2 separate regions of the Mus musculus genome follow, and region 1 is linked to region 2. The links are chromatin contacts, called in public promoter capture Hi-C maps. All regions are on one chromosome and are shown on one strand. The core of a region is the stretch at or near the end of the contact, and the rest is flanking DNA. Distances in the headings are between cores, read along the strand shown. Region 1 holds the start of Gm40090 (a long non-coding RNA gene). Region 2 overlaps Sema4a (sema domain, immunoglobulin domain (Ig), transmembrane domain (TM) and short cytoplasmic domain, (semaphorin) 4A).

Region 1 (5,408 bases), core at 14-2,513, 160 kb after region 2:
TTCTCTTTTTGTCTCAAGATAAAACTGCAGGTCACCTTACACAATGCCTATTTCTGCTTCTGTCTTTCTAGGTCTTCACTCCAGGAAGCCCTAAATAACATAACAGTGGCAACAATAGAATGTGTTCCTAGCATGGGAGTTATGTTAATTGCTTGATGCATGTTGCTCTCATTCATTCTCTCTCTCTGAGAACGGGTCTCTCTATGTAGCCCTGGCTTCCCGGTAACTCTCTACACAGACCAAGATGGCCTCTGCCTCGAGTGTGTGTGTGTGTGTGTGGGGGGGAGAGGTGAGCACCTCTGTGCCCAGCTATCGTCAGTATCTTAGCATCCTTGATATTCTCGTAGGATAAGTAGATAGGTGTCTTTTTTTGGGAGGTGGGGGTGGTTCAAGACAGGCTGTGTAGTTCCGGCTGTCTTGGAACTTGTTCTATAGACCAGGCTGGCCTCAAATTCACAGAGATCTCTCAGATGGCCTAGTGCTGGGATTAAAGGCATGTGTCCCCTCTCCCCCCACCCCCACCCCCCGTTAAACCCTAAGTGTCTTTTTTTTTTGTTGGTTTGTTTTTGTTTTTGTCTTTTTAAAAAGATTTATTTATTATATGTAAGTACACTATAGCCATCTTCTGACACTCCAGAAGAGGGCATCAGATCTCATTACAGTTGATTGTGAGCCATCATGTGGTTGCTGGGACTTGAACTCAGGACCTTCAGAAAAGCATTCAGTGCTCTTACCCGCTGAGCCATTATTCCAGCCCCCCCCCCCAAGTGTCTTAATCATGATTCTATTTCTGTGAAGAGACAGCATGATTGAGGCAACTTATAAAAGAAGGCATAAACGGGGTGCGGGAGCAGTAGCTGAGAGTTTATGTTTGATTCACAGGCAGGAGACCGAGAGAGGAGGTGGGGAGACACTGGAGCTGGTGAAGGTTTTGGAAACCTTAAACCTACGCCCAGTGACACACCTCTCCAACAAGACCCCACCCATTATTCTTTCCCAAACTGGGGACCAAACACTCAAAATATGAGAGTCTATAGAGGCTCTTTTCATTGAAACCACCACAGTGAGGAATGCCATTCTTGTATTTTCTAAGACAAAAGTGAGAAGAGAAAGAGGAGGAGGAGGCAGTAACAGAAGCCCAAGACCATTCCTGCTTAGGAAGGTTGTACTTGTAAACCCAATTAAACCACAGTTACACCTGAAAGAAGCATGGGGTTGGCTTTGAGCGACAGCGCCCCCTGCTGCATACATTTAAAGTTCTCCCCCTAGTTGTTAGTCATTGGTCAGCAGCTTAGTCAATGAAGTCACCAGAGAGGTGGAGACAGTCCAGGGCAGTAAGGGGTCAGGAAGATAAATCAAGGGACAGCTTAGTGTTTTTTCCTGCCCTGTTACTTCATTTCAAGCGCCTGTTTTAGAATCTCCTATGTGTGTCACCGGAAACAGAGATGTGACCTCATTGTCTACTTCCTTGTTTCTTCAGCCATTTCCTGAGGAAAGCGGTCTGGGGAAGGTGGGAGGGAGCAATGGAGAGAACAAAGAGAGAGCCAACTCCTGGAAGGTGTCCTCTGACCTCCTTAAGTACGCTGAGCCACACATGCATAAATAATAATAAAGGAGCCACTTGTTTGAGCACCGTTCCACAGCACATGCGTGGAGGTCAGAGGACATTCGGGAGTCTGTTCCCTGCGTCCACTGTAGGATCCAGGCATTGAACTCAGGGAGTCAGGCTTGCAGACAAGTGCCTTTACCCACCAAGCCACTTCACCAGGCCCACATAAGGACCTTTTCCCATTACATTACCAACCTAGTAGCTTTTCTCTTCTCTTGGCCTGACTCTAGCCCCACTCAAAGTCAGCCTGCATCTCCTGTTTTGCTTTCTGGAGACTCCCAGTTAGTAATGTGTGCTGGCCCACTGGTAGACAAAAGTTTTTTTTGTTTTTGTCTTTGTTTTTATTTTTGCTGTGTTGTTGGTTTTGGGTCTGTTTTTTTGTTTGTTTGTTGTCTGTCCTGGAACTTACTATGTAGATCAGGCTCTTCTTGAAGGCCCAGAGGTTTGCCTCTGCCTCCTGAGGGCTGGATCTAAACTTGTGCACTGCCTTACTCTTCCTGGCCAAAGATTTGATAAAATTTCTCTTGCAGCATTTGACAGTTATGTGTGCATGCGCGCACACACACACACACACACACAACTATAAGGACAGACTCAGTATCTGCAGTATCTGCTTTTCTTAGCATGGCTGTTTTCAATATAGATGCTCCATGAGGGATATTAATGAGCAAACAAGAACTTCTCTTTATAGTTTTCATTCTGAAACAAGGTTTCACTGTGTCCTTTAGCTTTCAACTTGCTTTAGTGCGCACAGTGGCCTTGAACTCTGGATTTTCCCGTCTGCCTCCTAAGTGCTGAGACTGCAGACATGTGCCGCCTCTGCCAGCCAGGCTCTCTTCACTGGAAAGAACAGTGTATTAAGAGCTAGAAAAGCCAAGTTCTAGACTTGACCTTGCATGCAGCGGACCTCATGATCCTGAGGCAGGCATTCTTTGCCTCTGCCTCTGTCTCAGCAAAGGGAGGGGTAGGAGATGCTTAGCAGCCTGGCTGTGGAGATGTCCCCACTCCAGGATCTTTTCTTTCTTTCTGTAGTTCTGGCTAGCCCGGAACTTGCTACGTAGACCAGGCTAGTCTCAAACTCACGAAGATCAGACTGCCTGTTTTTAGAGTGCTGGGATTAAAAGTGTGTGCCACCCACACCCAGCTTCTTTATTTCTTTAAAAGACAGGGGCCTCAGGCTGGAGAGATGGTTCATCGGTTAAGAGCACTGGCAGCTCTCCTAGAGGTCGTGAGTTCAATTCCCAGCAACCACATGATGGTTCACAGCCATTTGGAATGGAATCTGATTCCCTCTTCTAGCAAGCATGAAAACAGAACACTTGGCTGGCAGTGGTGGCGCACGCCTTTAATCCCAGCACTTGGAAGGCAGAGAAACAAACAAAGAAAAGAAAAAAAGAAAACAATATTAATATACATAAAATAAATAAATAAAACTAAAAAAAGGAAGTAAAAGACACAGCCTCTTTCTTAATACAAGCTAATATGAAATTCAACATCCAAGCCAGCCTAGCCTGACCCCACTCAGGGCCATCCCCATGAACCTCTTGAAGGATGAGAATTACAGGCCTGTAGCACCATGGCCTCCAGGGTTCTAGAATTTTGCTCACCTCTTTCTTTCTTTCTTTCTTTCTTTCTTTCTTTCTTTCTTTCTTTCTTTCTTTCTTTCTAAGATTTATTTATTATTATACATAAGTACACTGTAGCTGTCTTCAGACACTCCAGAAGAGGGCATCAGATCTTATTATGGGTGGTTGTGAGCCACCATGTGGTTGCTGGGATTTGAACTCAGGTCCTCTGGAAGAGCAGTCAGTGTTCTTACCCACCAAGCCATCTCACCAGCCCTCACCTCTTTCTTCTTGATTCAGGGCTGTCTCCGAGTACCTTCCATGAACAGATCGGTCCCAGGGGAGCCCTTCATAGGTGAAGACCCAGTGCCTCATGGTCTCCCTCAGTGCTGCCCAGCTGCTGTGGAATCCAGAGAACAGCTGGAGGAAGTGGAGGGGAGGGAGGAAAACCAGGAAGACAACAAGGATGGCTTCCACACATCACTCCTTAGAAGGTCCGGGGCTTTCCGTGCCCGCAGTTACACTACTGACTCCTTCAAAAGACACAGTTGGGGGCCTGGCAAGGAGTTCCAGGATCCAATAAGCAGGTGAGTCCCCAGGGCACCTTCTGACCCTCCCTTGCTCATCTGTAGACCTTGGGAAGAGTGTTCAGAAAGGCACATCCTGGTGTCATTGCCCCACCCCCACCCTGCCACCAATCTCTCTGGAGAGACTCGGATCTCTGAGGAATGAACGGAGTGGAAAGCTCTCCTGGAGAATCACAGCCCAGCCTGTGAACAAGCTTGGGAAATATGGAGCTTCTAAAACAGGGGTCTCCACAGTGGCACTCATTCCCACGGATGGCACCACCAGCAGGTGGGCTCGGGAGGAGAACTGGGTGGGCACCATCTGAGTTCCATAGCCCCACACAACGGAGCAAAAACGACGACGACGACAACTTGGAGATCATATAATCTAGCCTCTTCATTCTACAGCCAGAAAATAGGTCCAGAGAACGTTTAAGAGGCTTCTTAATGTAAGTGGGTACTGTTCCCCAGGTGTCTGCCACGCTGCTGGCTTCAGACTGAGGCGGACCTGTCTCTTGGACAAAGCTGCAGCCAGAAACAGCAGGGGTTTATGTTTACTAGTTTGTCAGTTGGTTTTTGTTTTTTGAGACAGAGCTTCAGGTAGCCCAGGCTAGTCTCTCTCACGTACTGAGATGATAGAGATAGGCCACCCTGCTTGGCTGGGGACAGCTGCCCTCCCTCAGAGGTCTGCATATTCTTAGCAGGTTTGGGGAGAAGGACCCACGTCTTCCCTATCTCCTGGAAAATCCCTGACCACTTCCCCCAAATAGAGGAAGTTAAAAAGAGAAGGTCGGGGGAGGGGATTGTTCACATGAGTCCGAAGTGAGTCCAGCCCTCCCTCCCCCCCCCCCCCCCCATCCTACCAGCAAGGGTAGTCTCTTGACCAGGGCACGGTCTTCTTAGACATGCCCTTATCTCTGGTGAGTGGTTCAGCATTCTTCAGCTGTTGGGCATGAGCATGGACGGAGCAGGGCAGCGGCGGCGGGGAGTGGGGGTGGGGGTGGTCCTGGGACTTTGTCCCAACGATGGTTTTGTGGGAACTGGGTGAACAGCAATATCTTCCCACAAGGCTAGCTTGAGTGTCTTTTGTGACGTCTGCCTACAGTTTGAGTGTCTTTTGTGACGCCTGCCTAGATTCTCTGGGTGTCTCATTGTCACCACATTAATTCTGTGCCTCGGGTGCAGAGGGATGGAGCGCTGGCTTTCCCGTCGCTGAGATAAAGATGTTGTCACCTGACACCAAACCAGGAGACTTCAGCTTGCCCTGCCCCTCCGTCCTTTCTGGAGGGTAGTACCGCCTTTGTACCAGCAGGGGCCGCTCTTGTCCGAAGTCAACTGTGCTGAGACCGAGCCATAGTTTGGGTCTGAGTTGTGTGAGCCTAGGCTAACAGGAAGGGCTGGGCTGGGGGGCAAACAACAGGGCTGGGCTGAGGAACTGTTCGTTCCTGGTGCCCATCACTGACTACTGGCTATAAGGGTTGTGGTGGCAATGTATGTTTCAGGAGGAGACTGCAGTCATCGGAATGCCCAGGCTCCCAGGAAGCCCCCTTTCTACAGAGCCTCGAGGAATTGGGCACCCCTCTGGGAGCTCAGCAGCAGGAGCAGCAGCAGGGGCAGGAGCAGCAGCGTGGCCAACCCTTTCACCGGGTATGACAGATAGACCCCAGC
Region 2 (5,820 bases), core at 952-3,451:
TCACACACACATATATACATGTACACATATATACATACATATATACATGTACACATATATACATACATATATACATGTACACATATATACATGCATGTATACATACAAATATTGTATATGTACACACAGCAAAAAAAACCCTTTATGACAGTGGTTCTTCTTCTTCTTTTTTTTTAGATTTATTTATTATTATATGTAAGTATACTGTAGCTGTAATTTAGATACACCAGAAGAGGGTGTCAGATCTCATGATAGATGGTTGTAAGCCACCATGTGGTTGCTGGGATTTGAACTCAGGACCTTTGGAAGAGCAGTCAGTGCTCTTAACCACTGAGCCATCTCTCCAGCCTTATAACAGTGGTTCTTAACCTCCCTAATGCTGACTCTTTAATACATGTTCCTCATGTTGTGGTGACCCTCAACCATAAAATTATTCATTGCTACTTAATAACTGTAGTTTTGCTACTGTTATGAATCATAAAGACCTGTGTTTCCCAATCACCTTAGGTGGGCCCTGTGAAAGGGTCATTTGACCCCTCCCCCACACCGGGGTTGAGACCCCTAGAAGTACTGCTTTACAGTATCTTAGATGTTCTGAGCTGTGAGCGGGAACACATGTCTGTTCTCACAGCACTTGAAAGAGAGAGGCAAGAGAATTACAATTTTGAAGCCAGGCTAAGTTACACAGCAAAGCCTCTTTCAAAAGAATAAATTAAAATAGGACAGCTGGCTCAGCAGTGAAGAGTACTTAGCTGATCTTGCAAAGGATCTGAGTTCAGTACCCAGCACCCACACAGTGGCTCACAGTATCTACAACTCCTGTTCCAGGGGACCCAATGCCTATTTCTGACCTCCTCAAGCCCCAAGCACACACATGCTACACATACATACTACATGCAGGCAAAGCACTCATACATGTGAAATAAAAGGAAGTCAGTCTTTTTCAAGAGTAAGTTCCAGAATGGGGAGGCTTGCGTTCTGACTCAATCACTCCTGCATCCCACAGTCTACTGTAGCATCACACAGTAGCACGTGCAAAATAAATATTTGTCGAATGAAAAACAGGGACAAAAAAAAAAAAAGAAAAAGAAAAACAGGGACAAACAGTTCAAGCAGACTTTTCTGTTCTGAAGTGTTGGGGATGGAGCCCAGGGCCTTGTGGAGGCTAGGTTAGTGCTCTACCACCAAGCTCTACCTGTATATGGGAGACCTGAAGGAGAAAGGCTCCCACAGGCTCCTCTGTTTGAATGTTTGGCTCACCCTGCCCCACACTACTGAACTGGTTAGGATTAGGAGGTGTGACTAGATGGAGGAGGTGTGTCACTTGAGGTGGCCTTTGAGGTTTCAAAAGCCCACACCAGGCCCAGGTCTCTTTACCTCCTGCCTATAGATGAGATATAAAGCTCTCAACCACTGTACCAGCCCTGCGCCTGCCTGCTGCCATGCTTCCAACCATGAACTCACTCTCTGAAGCTGTAGCCGGCCCCTAATTAAATGCTTTCTTTTATAAGAGCTGCCTTGGCCACGGTGTCTCCTCACGGCCATAGAACAGTGACTAAGACACAGAGCATGAGAAAAGCTCTCCAAAGCCAAGAAAATAAACGAAATGTCCAGGCTAATGTGGTCCACTGGGCACCCAATTCAGCACCAAGGACTGGCCAGGTGGCTCGGCAGGTAGGGGTGCTTGCTGCTGACAGCTGGCCCTCTCTCCCTAATGGGAAGGGAAGTGACTCCTGTAGGCTGCTCTCTGAGCCCCTCACACAAAACAATCAAAGAACTATGTAATTTAAACATTAAAAGAGTCCAGTGAGGGAAAACAAGTTATATCCAAAAGGTTAGGTCTCCAGACAGCTTGGGAAATCTCCAAAACAGGTAACATAGTCAGCCTTGCAAAGTTTGCAGGAGATGGTTTCAGCCCCTTAACTACATACCCTAGTCAAACCATCAACAGTAAGAGTGAAATAAAGGAGGCTTCTGCTTTCAACGTCTCCAAAATTTTACCTGCCTATGTCTTTATTTTCTCAGGCCTCTATAGAGGACAGCCTCTACTAAAATGAGGTAGTTTAAGGTGAAGCAGAGTGCTGGGAACAGCTCTGTTAGTAGAATGCCTGCCCACATGCAGGAAGCTCACGGTGCAACCCTCAACGCCATAGGCACTAGGCACGATGGTACGTGCTTAGTGCTTACACTTCTGGTACTCATGACGGAGGCAGGAGGATCAGAAACTGAGGTTACCTTCAACTCCATCGAGTTCAGGGCCACCATGAGCTACAGGAGTCCTGACTCAAAAGAGAGAAGGAAAGAAGGAAGGAAGGAAGATAAAAAAGGAAAGAAAGATGAAGCCACGGAATGTGTGCCAGAAACAGAAGCTACGTCATTGGAGAGTGGCCAAGGGACACTCCAAGAAGAGGAGGAAGGGAAACTGTGGCCAGGCAGATGGACGCAGAGGTCAGCCATCTGGGCTGCAGCCTATCTGAGGCTTTCTTAGAAAGTGAAACTGCTTAAGGAGCCAATGGTCTAACTCCAGGAGATTAGGGAAGAAGTTGAAATGAATATAAGAACTTAGAAAAAGCAAGCAAAAAACCGACCAGGATAACAACTCACCCCAGGTAAACAGAAGGTCTATAAAAAGGGAAGGTTATCATGGCTTACTACCTCGCTCAGCTGTGAGTGAGTCATCTATAGTAATCCTGCCTAAATTAGAGTGACAGGGGCTGGGGAGATGGCTCTAGAGGCAATTGGACGATGGTAGAAGGGAGCCAACTCCCCAAAATTGTCCGCTCACCTTTACCCATGCACCCACACACATCACAGACAATAAACAAATAAAAACTATAGCTGAAAAATTCCTAGGGGTGGAGACTGTGGCTTGGTGTTAGAGCACTTGCCGGGGCAGATGTGAGGTCCTGGGTTTGATTCCCAGAACTCAGAAAAAAAAAAAAAAAAAGCCACCTTTTAATGCTCACATGAGTTAGAAATAGAACATGGGGGAAGGGAAGGCTGATTTGTAGAATTTGCTAATTTCCGAGATGCACACTGCCTTTGAAACCGACTTCAAGCTACCTATGTTGTGGCAGTGAGCATGAGTTTGGAGAGAGATATGCCAGCGAGAGCCAGGGAGAAGCAGCACACACCTGTGATCCCACCCTCGGGACAGAGGCAGGAGGTGAGTTTGAGGCCAGCCTTGGATGGGAATGGGGCTTCAGCACCCGTCCTGTAGGTGTCTCTGATCCAGAGGTTGCCTTGAATGTGCACTGAATTCCCTACCCCTGCATCCTCCTGACCACTGGGATTACAGACGGACGCCATTGTGCTCAGCCTATTTGATTCATTTCAATTACGTGTACAGATAATTCAGATTACAAAATAATAATAATAAAAGGTGCAGGTGAAAAGCTGGACATGGTGGCACATGCCTGAAATCCAAGCATTTGGGAGGTGGAGGCCAGGTAGCCAGAAGTTCAAGGCCAGCCTGAGTTACATGAGGTCCTGCCTGAAAATAACTGAAATGGTGGTGAAGCTGCCCAAAACTATGCTTGTGGCGCCTGGCCCATGTGCTCTTAATTCTTTGGTGATAAAGCCAGGGGTTTGGTGCTCAGCACTGGGAAAGAGTTGGCCCTGGCAATCGTTCTGGATGTAGGGTGTTATCAGACATTTGTGGCATATGAGCAGCTGGGTGGGGTGTGTGGACCTTTGCCCTGCCATGATGGTGCTGGGAGGAGTGGGTGGTACTTACACTGCCTGGCCTCGGGCTGACCTCTGAGCCCCGGTAAGTGGTCCAGCGGGAGGTCTCCTTGTTCAGCTCCTTGTACTTCCCTTTAAAGACTCGCTCAATGTCCGTGAGAGAGAAGGCACAGACTGCTGAGCTCCTGGTCCCGCCAACCTGCCTGAAGACAGCCAGAGAAGACATTCACTGTGGTTCCCTTGGCTGCCTCTCCAGCCCCAGTGGAATCCCAGCCGGCCTAGAGGGTAGGAGCCAGGCCAACCTCTGGAGGCTTATTTTTTCCTTGCTGATGGTGATAAGGACCTGACAGCCCCACAGAGTTCCCTGACCCTGACCTAAGGCCTGTCTGGAAGCCCATCGCAGGATCTGAAATATGATTGCTCCTAATGAGGATTAATTGGGGCATAGGTAGGCCCTGGGGTGGCCCCTGCCTGTCCTGCCCAGGCTGGGCTGTGCCCACAGGAAGAGTGGTAGAACCGGCTTCGTGGTCCTCAGAGAATGAGCCACGGCTGTCTCTTCTGCTGGTCTGTGGCGAACCAGTACGTCTTCTCATAGTCTCCTCGACACACTGACTGGGTTCCCAGTTCTGCATCTAACTGATGACAGACCCTGCACACCAGAAACCTTCGCTTCCTGATACATGGTTGGCAGGTGTCTAAACACTGTGATGCCAGACTGTGGCTGTGGGACCTTTGGACCTTTCTTGGTCTCTGAGCAAGTCCTTCCTGTTTTCTCACTCATAACGATAACCTATGGCCATTAGGAAGCTAGTGCTAAGTTTGTGTCTAGTTTTACTTTTTTTCTTTTTCTTTTGTTTTAAATTATTTATTTTATGTATATGAGTACACTGGACAGTACAGTATATGTAGCTGTCCTCAAACACATCAGAAGAGGACATCAGATTCCATTACAGGTGGTTGTCAGCCACCATGTGGGTATTGAATTGAACTCAGGACCTCTGGAAGAGCTGTCAGTGCTCTGAACAGCTGAGCCATCTCATCAGCCTGTGTTTAGTTTTACAATAGCATTTGAGCGCTACAGACCCTTGTCCTGCCTTTCTGGTATTTTCTTTTACTTCCATTTCCTAGCCTAGTGAATTGGTTTTGTTTGTTTGTCTTAACACAGTCTCCAGTAGCTGAGGCTATCATTAGTATGGAGCAGAGGATGGCCTCCTGTCTCTTCTTCCCATCTACCACCATCCCTGACTTAGGTGGTGCTGGGATCCAACTCAGGGCTCTGTGCATGCTAGGCAAATGCTCTACCAACTGAGCTACATCCCCAGCCCTTGTTTATTTTTGAGGCATTAGTCCTTGAACTCCTGATCTTCCTTCCTCACCACCATGTCTTTGTTTTATCAATGTTTTATTTTGTTTGAGACAACAAGCTCTCTCTGTGTAGCTCAGACTGGCCTCCAGTTCCTTAGCCTCTTGCCTCCACCTCCCAAGTGCTGAGAACACGGCATGCAGCATGATGCTAGGTATTTTGCTGATTTCTAGTGTCTGCCTCCTGTAAGCTTCCTTCTAGGCAGAATGAAGCTAGTCTCTGAGCTTTGTTTCTTCCCTACACATGAGAGACAGTCCGGTTCCGGGGGTCTGGTGATGCTCAGATGCCTTCCTATGCAAAGCACGGAATGTAAAGTAGGCTCTATCCGCTCCCGCCTCCCTGGGTCGCAGCCCTCCTTTTCCCTGCCTTGCTGCTCACCACTGGGAGGTAAAGACTGCGTAGATGCGGGAAACAGAGGGAGAATCGGCGGGCAGCAGGACCGCGTGGCGGATGATGTTGAATGGCAGCTGCCCTGGCTGAGCGCAGAGCAACTGGGCTTTGAGGAAGGTGGTCCACTTCTTCTGCAGCAGCTTTTCACCGCCCACGTCGTTCTAGGGGAAAGGATGGAGTCAAGGCCTTGTTGCGAGTGAACCCGCCCAACCTACCTCATCCCCATTCCCATTGGCTTCCAAGTGGCCAGCCCTCCTCCGGGGGGGGGGGGGGCAGCTTGGGGGATGAGGGCAGACCTTGCAGACTTGAGCCACCCTGGATATATACAGCTCTTCAAAGAAGTCAAACTCGCTGGCTGTCTCCTCAAAGAAGAAATAGACGAC

The links. Capture Hi-C pulls out chosen DNA fragments and counts their contacts.
Region 1: a promoter capture Hi-C map of adipose tissue shows a contact between it and region 2. The contact joins two enhancer-like sites. A contact is called at or near these places in 3 of 115 datasets of contacts at active chromatin or transcription factors (embryonic stem cells and pancreatic cancer cells) and 3 of 9 other capture datasets (adipose tissue, liver and pancreatic islet).

What each region holds. Positions count from the first base shown.
Region 1 is chr3:88,602,553-88,607,960 of GRCm38.p6, forward strand. Gm40090 (a long non-coding RNA gene) reads right to left here and starts at 4,845. Exons shown (of 3, transcript XR_003954655.1): 1 at 4,604-4,845; 2 at 3,456-3,594. It also overlaps a transcript of Arhgef2 not described here. Within about 2 kb of position 1,264, at least 41 of the 459 cell types and tissues checked have an H3K27ac peak or open chromatin away from gene starts, as enhancers often do. A contact at or near this core is called in adipose tissue, where this site is marked.
Region 2 is chr3:88,444,255-88,450,074 of GRCm38.p6, forward strand. Sema4a (sema domain, immunoglobulin domain (Ig), transmembrane domain (TM) and short cytoplasmic domain, (semaphorin) 4A) reads right to left here. Exons shown (of 15, transcript NM_013658.3): 8 at 5,734-5,820; 9 at 5,426-5,598; 10 at 3,737-3,887. Among named protein-coding and RNA genes, the nearest start is that of Mir7011, 6.2 kb to the left of the region's middle. Within about 2 kb of position 2,202, at least 41 of the 459 cell types and tissues checked have an H3K27ac peak or open chromatin away from gene starts, as enhancers often do. A contact at or near this core is called in adipose tissue, where this site is marked.